Regions from separate parts of the Mus musculus genome. Here region 2 is linked to region 1. A link is a contact called in public promoter capture Hi-C data. All regions are on one chromosome and are shown on one strand. Each heading gives the region's core, a stretch centred on a gene start, on an enhancer-like site or on the middle of the called end of the contact. The rest is flanking DNA. Distances are from core to core; before and after follow the strand shown.

Evidence for each region. Capture Hi-C pulls out chosen DNA fragments and counts their contacts.
Region 2: a promoter capture Hi-C map of liver shows a contact between it and region 1, with 2.8 times the contacts expected there. The contact joins two enhancer-like sites. A contact is called at or near these places in 1 of 39 promoter capture datasets (pre-B cells) and 1 of 9 other capture datasets (liver).

What each region holds. Positions count from the first base shown.
Region 1 is chr10:67,105,573-67,111,032 of GRCm38.p6, reverse strand. It overlaps a transcript of Jmjd1c not described here. Among named protein-coding and RNA genes, the nearest start is that of Reep3, 11 kb to the right of the region's middle. Within about 2 kb of position 3,067, at least 51 of the 459 cell types and tissues checked have an H3K27ac peak or open chromatin away from gene starts, as enhancers often do. A contact at or near this core is called in liver, where this site is marked.
Region 2 is chr10:69,339,810-69,345,269 of GRCm38.p6, reverse strand. Cdk1 (cyclin-dependent kinase 1) reads left to right here. Exons shown (of 8, transcript NM_007659.4): 4 at 86-209; 5 at 2,560-2,730; 6 at 4,392-4,555; 7 at 4,648-4,789. Among named protein-coding and RNA genes, the nearest start is that of Cdk1, 10 kb to the left of the region's middle. Within about 2 kb of position 2,724, at least 18 of the 459 cell types and tissues checked have an H3K27ac peak or open chromatin away from gene starts, as enhancers often do. A contact at or near this core is called in liver, where this site is marked.

The DNA of each region.
Region 1 (5,460 bases), core at 1,818-4,317:
CACCCCCTTTCCCAGCACTCTCAGGAGGATCCCATCTGAGGCAGATACACGCAAAGCTGCAGGGCCGTTGGAATGGCATACCTCTTGCTTCCTTCTGATCTTTCGGATAACTATGTCCTTTCCATCCAGAAATACATCATTTACAGATTCCTCAACTTTCCCTGCCATTCTCTCTCCACTGATAATAAAACGCCTGGGTTCTTTCTGCCCGGCCAGAAAGCCACTCTAGTCTCCAGGGAGAAACTTTCTCCTCCGCCCAGGGTCCAGGAAAACTTTGTGGTTCAGAGAAAGCAGCCTACCCCTTCCTCCGGCTGAGCATCAAGGTGGTCTTCACATTTCTAGCTGCAAGCCCCATGAGCCCTAAACTGCATAAGGAAACAGGCCAACCGCCCATCAACAAATGTACAGGGTCCCGCTAACTAGTGTCCTGCCAACCCTGCTGCCAGCACCTAGCGGCGAGATCTTGGGCAGTAATCATCTTGTATAGCTGCAAATAACTGTATTTCCTCTGCTCTTGGCCCACGGCAATCAGCTCCAGTCCCAACCCTAAACTTAAGTCAAACGTATAAGTAAAACTTATTGAAGACCAAGGAGAACAAGGTAGTTATTGATGAAAACTCGCAGCCTTCATATCAAATGAAAACACATTTTTAACCCCCCAACCACAAAAGTATAACGGAAAAATAAATTAAAAAAAAAAAAAAAAAAGACCAACCTGAATGAAATCTTCTAGATTTCATCTGTACCTGGAGTTACGGGTGGTTGTGGGCTACCATGCACGTGTTAGGATACAACCCTGAGTCCTCTGCAGGAGCAGTGAGTGCTCTTCATCACTGAGCCATCTCTCCCAGACCCCCTTATTTCCTTCTAAATAACACTAAATCTAAGGCCCTGTACAAACTTAAGTAATTTTCCTACAGATGGGACCACTTTTCCATCAAATTTCCACTCACCAACAAAATCGCCTGGTAACGCGCTTTCCGTTGTTAGAGCAGGAGGAAGAGGGGAAGAAAGGCAACAGAGAAAGAAGCACACCGGTTCAGTGCACATGCTGCTGTCATACTGTGTGCACAGGGAATGCGGCAGCATGCATTCCAGTCAAGGGACAGTTTCTAGTTGATTCTCTTCTCACCATGGGTTCCCAGATTACAGCTCAGGTCACTTGGACAGCCAACACTGACCTCACCTCACCAGCCCAAGTCCAGCGAGATGGCTTACAGGGTAAAGGTCTTTAGCTGACAACCTGACTGTCAAGTCTGACAACCTGAGTTTGAACCCGGAATGCAAATGGTGGGAAGAGGAGGGCTTCTGAGTCGTCCTCTGATATACATACACATGCACAGAAATCAAATAGAAAAAAAAAAATGAAATAAAGTTAGTAAAAAGTCCATATACCCATGTCAGGTACCCCCAAAACCCCAGCAGCTCCTTACTGCAGAGCAGTAATGCACTGAGTACTGAAGGAGGCCTATTGCCATCGCCCTATGCGCAGGGAAAGCACAGCGGTGTCTTTTACTTAACATAGGATATAAGTGTTCACAACCTTCCAGTCCTCAGCTCCCCCTCCACCCGCCACCGCCACTGTAAAACAGTCTTTGCTAAACTTTCTTTCTTTCTTCCTTTCTTCCTTTCTTTCTTTCTTTCTTTCTTTCTTTCTTTCTTTGCTGTTTGTTTTTTGGCATTCACGGAAACAGACACAAATTTTGGAAGTAAAAACATCAAAGTCTGGGCTGCGTGTGCAGCTCAATGGTACTGGCAGTGGCTGGAGATGAAGCCTCACAATACCATAGGCTACCACGAGCTATCACAGGCTACCAAGAGCTACCATCACAGTGGCCTAGGGAGCTGTTTTCAAAGACTTCTACTCAAGTGAGGATGGGATTCCTGACTTTACCGCAGGAAAGAATTTCAGAATGAAACCAAGCGAGGCAGATGTTTTTCAAAAGGAGAATTAATGCCAATTTACGTATAAAGTTAATAGAGAGGAGCATGGAAGAAAGCTAAGTGACAAGCCTGGGGTGGATATGAGTGTCTTCCCTCTGAGAATCAAGCAAGTCACATTTAGATGTCGTAGCAGTGGCCGTCTATAGGATTTGGTGACATCTTGAAGTGCTGTCAGGAAACATTTCACCATTTCCGGCCAATGAGATTCTGAGATGGTGCTGGAGGGGCTGTGGTAGGAATATAGGCAGATAGCACAAGCCCAGGTCACGAGCCGGGTCACAAGTGCAGCACAAGGTGCCCTTACTGTAAACAGAGAGTTTTTAATTCCTAGAAGACTGTAGGTTTACAGCTGAGAAAGGAGAGTGGGTCATAAAGGCTTTGGCCTGAAGCACAGCTCATGGCTATCTTAACATCCTTATTTGAAAAGTCTTTATATAAAAGAAAGTCTGTACAACAACCTCCATAGCAAATGCTGATCAGTGAGCTGGAATTCTCAGCTGCAGAGACTTCAAACTCCGGAGAAAGGGGGTTTCTTCCCCTTCTCCTCTCACCCCCTCTTTCTCTCGTACCTCCATTGAGCCCTTGACTAGCATGTGCAAGGCCCTGAGTTTGATCCCATGCACTGCGTTAAGTAAAATAAAAATTTAAATTGGGGTTCAGGTCCAAATTCTGCGAGATCATTCAGAGAACGAGACAACCATTGCTTCTTACGGACCATGCATCGGGCAATATGCCAAGAGCTAAAAGGCATTATTATCTAGAGAGAGCTCAAATCACTCACCGTGAAGTAGCGCCATCACATGCACTTTGCAAATGGTACTGGGTCTGAAGAGCCCAGCAAACAAACCCAGCTCCTGGAGGATGGCGCCCTGAGGACAGAGGGCCTGGGAAATGAATGGGCCTTGGGCAGCCAGGTTCCAAGAGCTCACACCCACCGTTAATCCTTCAGAAATCTACAGGAGATAATAGCCACTTAGCTGTCTTAGGGCAGTAACTAGAACAAGGTTCTGTTCCGGCTTGGGGCTTTTAGTTCAACTTAGGTCAATTCGGTATAGACAGCAAACTGTACTCTCACTGCAATCTTTACTTTAAAAAAAAAAAAAAGGGAAATCATTAATGATTAAAGGTCTTTGACAAAAGGCACGGTTGTACTGCAGGGCTGGGAGCAGGAGAGCAATCAGGAGACCCTTTCTGTGAAGCCTGGGAGACAGCGGACAGATGAGCTAGGTGATCTGCAGAGATTTGTCAGCACAGCACTGCTCCACACCAAAGTCTTCTTCACCCACCCTAAGCCCTGTCCAATCCCTCTGCCACCCTCCTCATCCCACACCCCGGCTGCAGGCGAGCTGCATGAAGACAGCACAAGGTGACCCATGTTTGTTTGTTCTTTGTTGCAAACCCTGAGTGTTCGGTTGGCTCCCACCTTGACTCTAATTCTTCTGGCTGTTAACCAACCTGCTCTCTGACAAGCAGGCAATCTTCTCAGCAGCTCCTGGAACTACCTGGTCTCCAGCAGAGCCTTCTCTGAAATCCAGATCATTCTGAAATGGATTCAAGAGGTATCGGTGCTCTATGTCCTGTTCCCCCAGCCTGCCTCCTCAGTAAGTCCCACTTGAACTGCTAAAAGCCACACTCTGCCAAGACATTAGACTGGTTGGTCCATGACCGCTGATTTGGGTTCTATTCAGCACTTTTTGCTTGATTTGATAAATTGTGCCCTGAGGGCAAACGCCATGGGATCATGAACAGCCTGCTTCTGCGCCTTCTCTGGTATAAATAGCCATTCAAAATCCTAAGGCTGGGTGTGTACAGGCACTGAGACCAAAACAGTGAAACAGGACAGACAACATTCCTGAAGTAACAACCTACAGCATAATTGGAGGAAGAGGAGACAATAAGAACAGAAGCTTACAATGGAGTAAGGTAATCCATTCGAGGCTAGGTGAGATTGGGTAATTGGTGACAGAGATGCCTTGGAATCTGGACCACACTAAGAAGACAGTCTGAGGAGCAGTGTTTAGTCAGAGTCTCCAGCTGAACTTGCCAGGTGCTCGTCTTGAAACAGGGAACAGCGAAGGCCCCAGGGAAGGAAGTACAATGCTAGGTTCACAGGATCAGGAAGAGGGCAGAGAGATAGTAACCCATCAATTTTGGAAACACAAGGAGATCAGTGCACACGGGGTTCTGTGAGCCAAGATAGAATCTAACCAGAGCCTGGGGAAGCCACAGGTCATGGAAGAGGGTAAGCGGCAGGACCCTCTCACGTATGTACCGGAAAGCCCACTCTGCTTGCTGTGCCAGGCAACCAGGAGGCTGTGGACGAGAAGACCAGCTGATTAAGAAACGTAGAATTAATGACAGAGAGCAAGAGAAATGAGGTCACATCACGATACACAATTTCCTTTTTTCCATCCATGGTTTCTGGCCCCCAAGGCAGGGCCACAGAGACTCTAATCTTTCCCACCCTTTCTGCCTTAAGCTGCTCACACCGCTCCCCCCTGTGCCCACCCCCTGCTGACAGTGGGTTGTAGCATCTCCTCGATACAGAGGCCCTACCCATACCGGCTAAAAAGAAATACTGACAGACAGCCAAGAAAGTTAAAGCAGACAGTCTCTGGAGCAGGGTCTTCTCCCAGACTACAGCCAGGGAACTACCTCTATCTTTATGCATCTTGACATGGCTGTCCACACTTCAAACATTACAATGCAAGGACGTCTTAAGAGCGGACAGCACTGGGGAGTCTCTAAATAATAGACTCAGCTGGCACAGAAGGGCATGGTGCCCTTTCCCATACTTTACCTTAGGCCTTTTTCTATCCTTTAGGTTTTTTGGGTTTGGGGGGGGGTGTTTTTGTTTTTTTTTTGTTTTTAGAGATAGGGTTTCTCTGTGTAGCCCTGGCTGTCCTGGAACTCACTCTGTAGACCACGCTGGTCTTGAACTCAGAAATCCACCTGCCTCTGACTCCCAAGTGCTGGGATTAAAGGCGTGCCCCACCACTGCCCGGCTGGCCTTTTTCTCTTTGCAAGCAACTGATAACACTGAGATTCTGAGCTGCCAGGGGTATCTACTGAGCACGGGAAGAACCTGGCAGGGGCTGACGCAACACAAGTCAGCTGGGGCGGGGAGAGAGTAGTGAAAAAGAAAAGGGCACGGAGAAGAGACGCAAGTAGCTGAATGGGTCTCACAACCTGACAGACAGGGTGAAGGGGACGTCTACACACCCAGCCTGCGACCTGTGCTGGTAAACATCCAGCCTGTGACCTGTGCAATCTGACAGTGCCAACTGGACTAGCAGACTCCTGGCTAGTGCCTGCTGTAGAACCGACTGCTGCTAGCCCTTCTGTGTCTGGCCCCCCCCCCCCCCCGGCCCCGCACACTACAGCTCTTTTTACCTGTTCTATTTTCCCCCGTAGGAGACCCAGGCTCACCTTTTTGGAGCAGCTGAGGTTTGTTCCTTCAAAAAGAACAGTTTCTCCCTTCCTTTTTAATTTCCTCAAATCAGTATATGTGGCATA
Region 2 (5,460 bases), core at 1,475-3,974, 2.2 Mb before region 1:
ACTTGAGAGTGAAGGTCACTGTTAGCAGTTATGCTGTTGGAAGTGGAGGCAGGCTGCTGGCTGGACTCACGCTTGCTCTGCTCAGCCTGCAGGATGTGCTCATGCAGGACTCCAGGCTGTATCTCATCTTTGAGTTCCTGTCCATGGACCTCAAGAAGTACCTGGACTCCATCCCTCCTGGGCAGTTCATGGATTCTTCACTCGTTAAGGTAAAGAGTTGCGTGCTTTTACTAATACGCTCTCTGAACGTGGGCTCCATCCTTGCGTTTTGTGGCTGCATCTTAGAAAACCTGTAAGGGAAGAGACAGCATTTTATTTTCCTTCCTTCCACCGGATGAGATCATCATCTGCCTGTCTCATTTCCAGAAGGTTCTAGAAGTGAGAAGTAGCGTCTGAGCACCTAAGTGCTACCCTGTGGCTTATGTATCACATTGCTGGGGGCAGGCCAGGCTACAGTGGTTATGTGCAGATCAGCGACAGCAGCCTGAGCCCGGTGCTGATGCTAAGTGGTCTTACTCTGACAAGTAGGCTTTGGTTAATGTAAACATTGTATTTCAGTTAAATTATAATTGTATTTATTGTTCTTTGTGTGTGGTACCGGGTATTGGATCCAGGGCATTGTGTATAATTGGGCAAGTGTTATTCTCAGCAAATGGGTATAGGTTGTAAATGTCTATGGTAAAGGGGTCTTCACCTTAAACCGGCTTTATTTTTCCACTGAACTCTGTGCATGCCTTGAGATGTTCACGTTGACTTTGTATGCATCTAAACCCAGTGGGATCCTTCTGTATGTGCACTGCACACGTTAGTTAGCCTCTCATGTCTCTGTTTCGTAGTGGTTTAATACTTTGTACAGCTAGTAAACCATTTCCACTTAGATTACTTCCTACTTTAGTGATGGCTGCAGTGAGTCGTCATGAGTGGTGGTGGAGGTTCATTCTGCAGCCCAGGCTGGCCTTGAACTCTCATCCTCAAGCCGCCATCTCCCAAGTGTGGGCATTATAAGCATGTGCCACCACACCCACCACTTTATGTCATTTTAGAGGTGGCTTCTTGGAACTGTGATAAAATCTGTGTTTATATTTAAGATCATGGTTGATAGGTCCTCTAAAAATCAATTACTATTTTATTACATTGTTACCAAGACTTGACTGTATGTAACTTTTAAATAGTCTCAGTGTATTATGGGAAGGGTTTTATTACAGTTATTCTATTTGACATTTAACATACTATTGTGTTTACTCATTTTTGCATAACCTGTACATATTCACTCATCTTTCTGTATTTCAGTGGTTTCAAAAGTCATTATTACTAACACACGGTGACTTGCTAGTGGTGCCCACCACTGCCAGTGCTCACACTGTATGGCTATTGCTGAGATGAAGGCTATGGCCTCAGCAAGCAACTTGAGGAGGAAAGTGGCCGTTTGGCTTACACTTGCATGTAACTGCTCATCACCCCAGGAAGTCAGGACAGGAGCTCCTGGCCAGGAACTTGGGGGCAGGAGCTGATTCAGAGGCTGTGGAGAGCCCAGGGCCACCAGTCCAGGGATGGCACCACCCATGATGAGCTGGGCCCTCTCCCAGCGATTACTAATTAAGAAAATGCCTTACAAGCTTGCTTACAACCTGTACTTAAGGAGGCATTTTCTCAGTTGAAGCTTCCTCTCCAATAACTCTAGCTTCTGTCAAGTTGACATAAAACTCTCCAGCAGAGTATTCTTAATGATTTTTTTGTTGTTTTGTTAAAGCCATAATGTATAAGATCAAATGTTTTAGAATAATGTCAATATTTTTCTGCTCTCTCCTATCTCCTAACTTTTCTTAAGTTATGGATAGGGAAAGATTCCTTTGGCTTTAGGATTGGAAGGCTTGGGGACATTTCAGAGGGAAAGTGCTTATGGCACAAGCACGAGGAGCTGAGCTCTGGTTCCCAGGCTCCACATGGAGGTGGTGAGGTGGTGGTGTGGCTCCACATGGAGGTGGTGAGGTGGTGTGGACATCTATAAGCCCAGAGGCTGAAGGACAGAGGCAGGGGCTGCGGGTGGGATGGCTCTGTTGTGTCCCAGGGCCATCCATTTTGATCAAAATGGTGAACTTCAGGTTTAATGAGAAATATCTGCCTGTCACTCGGGTACCTACATTGAAGAGTGCACATGTGTGGGCATGCACACACTAGAGAAGTAGGTTACGAACAAACTTTTACACATTCCCAGTTTAAGCTGTTTTACATATTTTCCTGTTGTCTCAAAAGAGGAAATGCACGTGTAAAGTGACAGAAATGGAAAAGCACAGCTTTATTCAGGATAGAAACAGTTGACACGAGTGCTGAGGAAACTTCTGCACAGAAAGCTAACATGTGACTTAAAGACAGGGACCAAAAATTTAAATGCTCATGTGGGCATAGATACATCTTCGATACTCACCTGTTTAAAGAGGCCTGAAGGGTCTTGTGGTAGCTACATTGTTTTCTCTGCATCATGATTTATTTTCTCAGAACTCCTTTCTCCTTGGAGTCTTGTGGAGTGACGGAGTGTCTGTCTGGCTGTTGCTTTTCTAGAGTTACTTACACCAAATCCTCCAGGGAATTGTGTTTTGCCACTCCCGGCGAGTTCTTCACAGAGACTTGAAACCTCAAAATCTATTGATTGATGACAAAGGAACAATCAAACTGGCTGATTTCGGCCTTGCCAGAGCGTTTGGAATACCGATACGAGTGTACACACACGAGGTAAGGAGAGCCCTGAGCGTCCGGTTGCTGCCTCCCTCTGGTCTACCTTAAGCCAAGGTAGAAATACTTGGTTGAAAAATGTTTCTGCTGCCAGGCAGTGGCAGCACACACCAGCACTTGGGGGGACAGAGGCAGGCAGATCTCTTGAGTTTAAGGCCAGCCTAGTCTATAGAGCAAGTCCTGGAACACCCAGGGCTACACAGAGAAACCTTGTCTCAGAAAACCAAACAAAAAGTTCTGTTCTGGTAGTGTTGGCTAACTGCTTTTTTATTGCCACTTCACTCTTGTTTGTGTGGTCTGTGAAAAGGAAGACAGACCCTTTGGCATCTTTGTCAGGGGAGATTGATGGCCTGGGGGGACCTCCAGGAAGGGGCTTATTGTAGTTTTAGGGGTTCTCGTTTCTCTGTGTTGAACTTCCGCAGAGCTGTGCTTCCTCCTGATTGGACCTGCTGTGCTCATTCAGATCAATTAAAAGGCAGGTTTTGCTGTGTGAGGGAGATTATTGTGAAAGATTTAGGAGCCAGCCTACTCTAGCTGGGGGAGGGAGCACTAGGGATTGAACCCCAGTCTTTGGCCCCTGTTGCTTGGGTGTCCTGTCACTGAGCTGTGCCCTTGGCCCTGTCATCAGGCTTTGTCAGTGGATTCCCATGTGGTTGTCTGTTTTATTATTTTCCTCTGCAATGGGGCTTGAACCATGGGCCACACACACACACTCACACACTCTGCTCCTTGTTTTGAGAACGTCTCACTGACTTGCCCTGGTTGGCCCTGAGGTCACTGGCGTAGATAGACTTTGGACCTGGGACTCCTACAGCGGCCTTCCCAGTAGTAGGTCTACAGCACCAGACTAGGTTCCTCTGGTATTTCTGAAAGGGCATTGGCTTGTATAATACAGGAACATTGGCATCTTGGGAGGTGTGAGCCTGGAGTCTACAGTGTCGGTCCCCTGTGTGTCATTTGGATTTTGAGGCAGGGTCTCCTGTAGCCCTGACTGGCCTCATTCTCTGGGTGCTAAGATTACACAGATGTGTGCCCTGCTGGGGCCCTGGTCCTGCTCGTTTTGCCTGATAGGGAAGCTAGCCACCCACTGAGCAGCCTTCTCAGTCCTGTCTTGTTTATTCTTTTTTATTTTTTCACAGTTTATGATATGACTCGTCTTTAATGGCTGTAACTGCTGCTGACCTCATTGCATTGTTCATTGAGGTCATTCACTATTTTGATAAATAAACTGTAGTTCTAAATCACTAATCATTTGAATCCCCTCCTACCGCTTTGGCTTAGATTTCTTTTCATTTTTCTTTTTTTTCTTTTTTTTTGGTTTTTTTGAGACAGGGTTTCTCTGTGTAGCTCTGGCTGTCCTGGAACTCACTTTGTAGACCAGGCTGGCCTCAAACTCTGCCTCCAGAGTGCTGGTATTAAAGTTGTATGCCAGCCAGGTATATGCCACCCAGGTATATGCCAGCCAGGATATGGCTGCTTTGGTCCTTTGACTTTAGAGATCTGAAAAGCAAGAGGTCTATGGTACTTACCCACTAATGAGCAGAAATCAGAAATAAAATAGGTTCAACTTAGTAATTTGCATATAGCTAATTGTCTGAAGTTCTTGGTGACACCTGCACAGCTTCCTAAAAGACAACCGTGTGTGGTCTGTCCTGTGCCAGGTAGTGACGCTGTGGTACCGATCTCCAGAAGTGTTGCTGGGCTCGGCTCGTTACTCCACTCCGGTTGACATCTGGAGTATAGGGACCATATTTGCAGAACTGGCCACCAAGAAGCCGCTTTTCCACGGCGACTCAGAGATTGACCAGCTCTTCAGGATCTTCAGGTAATTGTGTTTTATACCTAAGCTGTTAAAAGCCTGTATGGTTAAAATAATAAAGGCACCGTGTATGTGATAGGACTTTTGCTTCCTTTCAGAGCTCTGGGCACTCCTAACAACGAAGTGTGGCCAGAAGTCGAGTCCCTGCAGGACTACAAGAACACCTTTCCCAAGTGGAAGCCGGGGAGCCTCGCATCCCACGTCAAGAACCTGGACGAGAACGGCTTGGATTTGCTCTCAGTAAGTGAGCTGTTCTTTATGGTTCGAGCGTGGTGCCCTTGGGTGTCAGTAGTGACAGGTAAGGGTGACTGGATGTACTCAGTCCTGGACTTGTCAGCACGAAGACACAGCAGCTGAGTCGGATGCCCGGTAATCCTGTAGTGACAGCGAGCTGCCTTTGAGGTGTGAAGTGCCTGGTGGTCTGAGGAGCCTCTGGTGTTGGACTTTGTCATTTACTTCTCATCCGGTAGGAGAGGCTGGACTCACACACCTTCTTGCTTGAGAGTATGTTGATGAGTTACAATGACTCACTCCTCTCTGTTTGCTACTGAGCCCTCAGTTCATCGGTTTACACTGTTGACTGCTTAGGATACTGAGCTGTTCAGGCTTTTGACAGCATAACTCCATTGCTCAGGTCTGGCCTTGTTTCCTCAGAAAAGCTAGCAAAGACTAATTAATTCTGATTTTCTTCAGTTGTCTTGGTGCACAATATTAGCAATGCAAAGAACAAAATTACTGTTCAGGATTAATAAAGGTCTCCTTTAGGAAATTTGCTGTAGGTAGAGCAGGGTTTAAAATCTGAGTTTGTAGAAGGAATCAAGTAGACGATTCAGTTGGTCTTTCCGCTCCCTTGCAATCTATAAACGATGCCACCAAATGGGGCTCAGATTTGTCCAGACCCCTACAGCTGT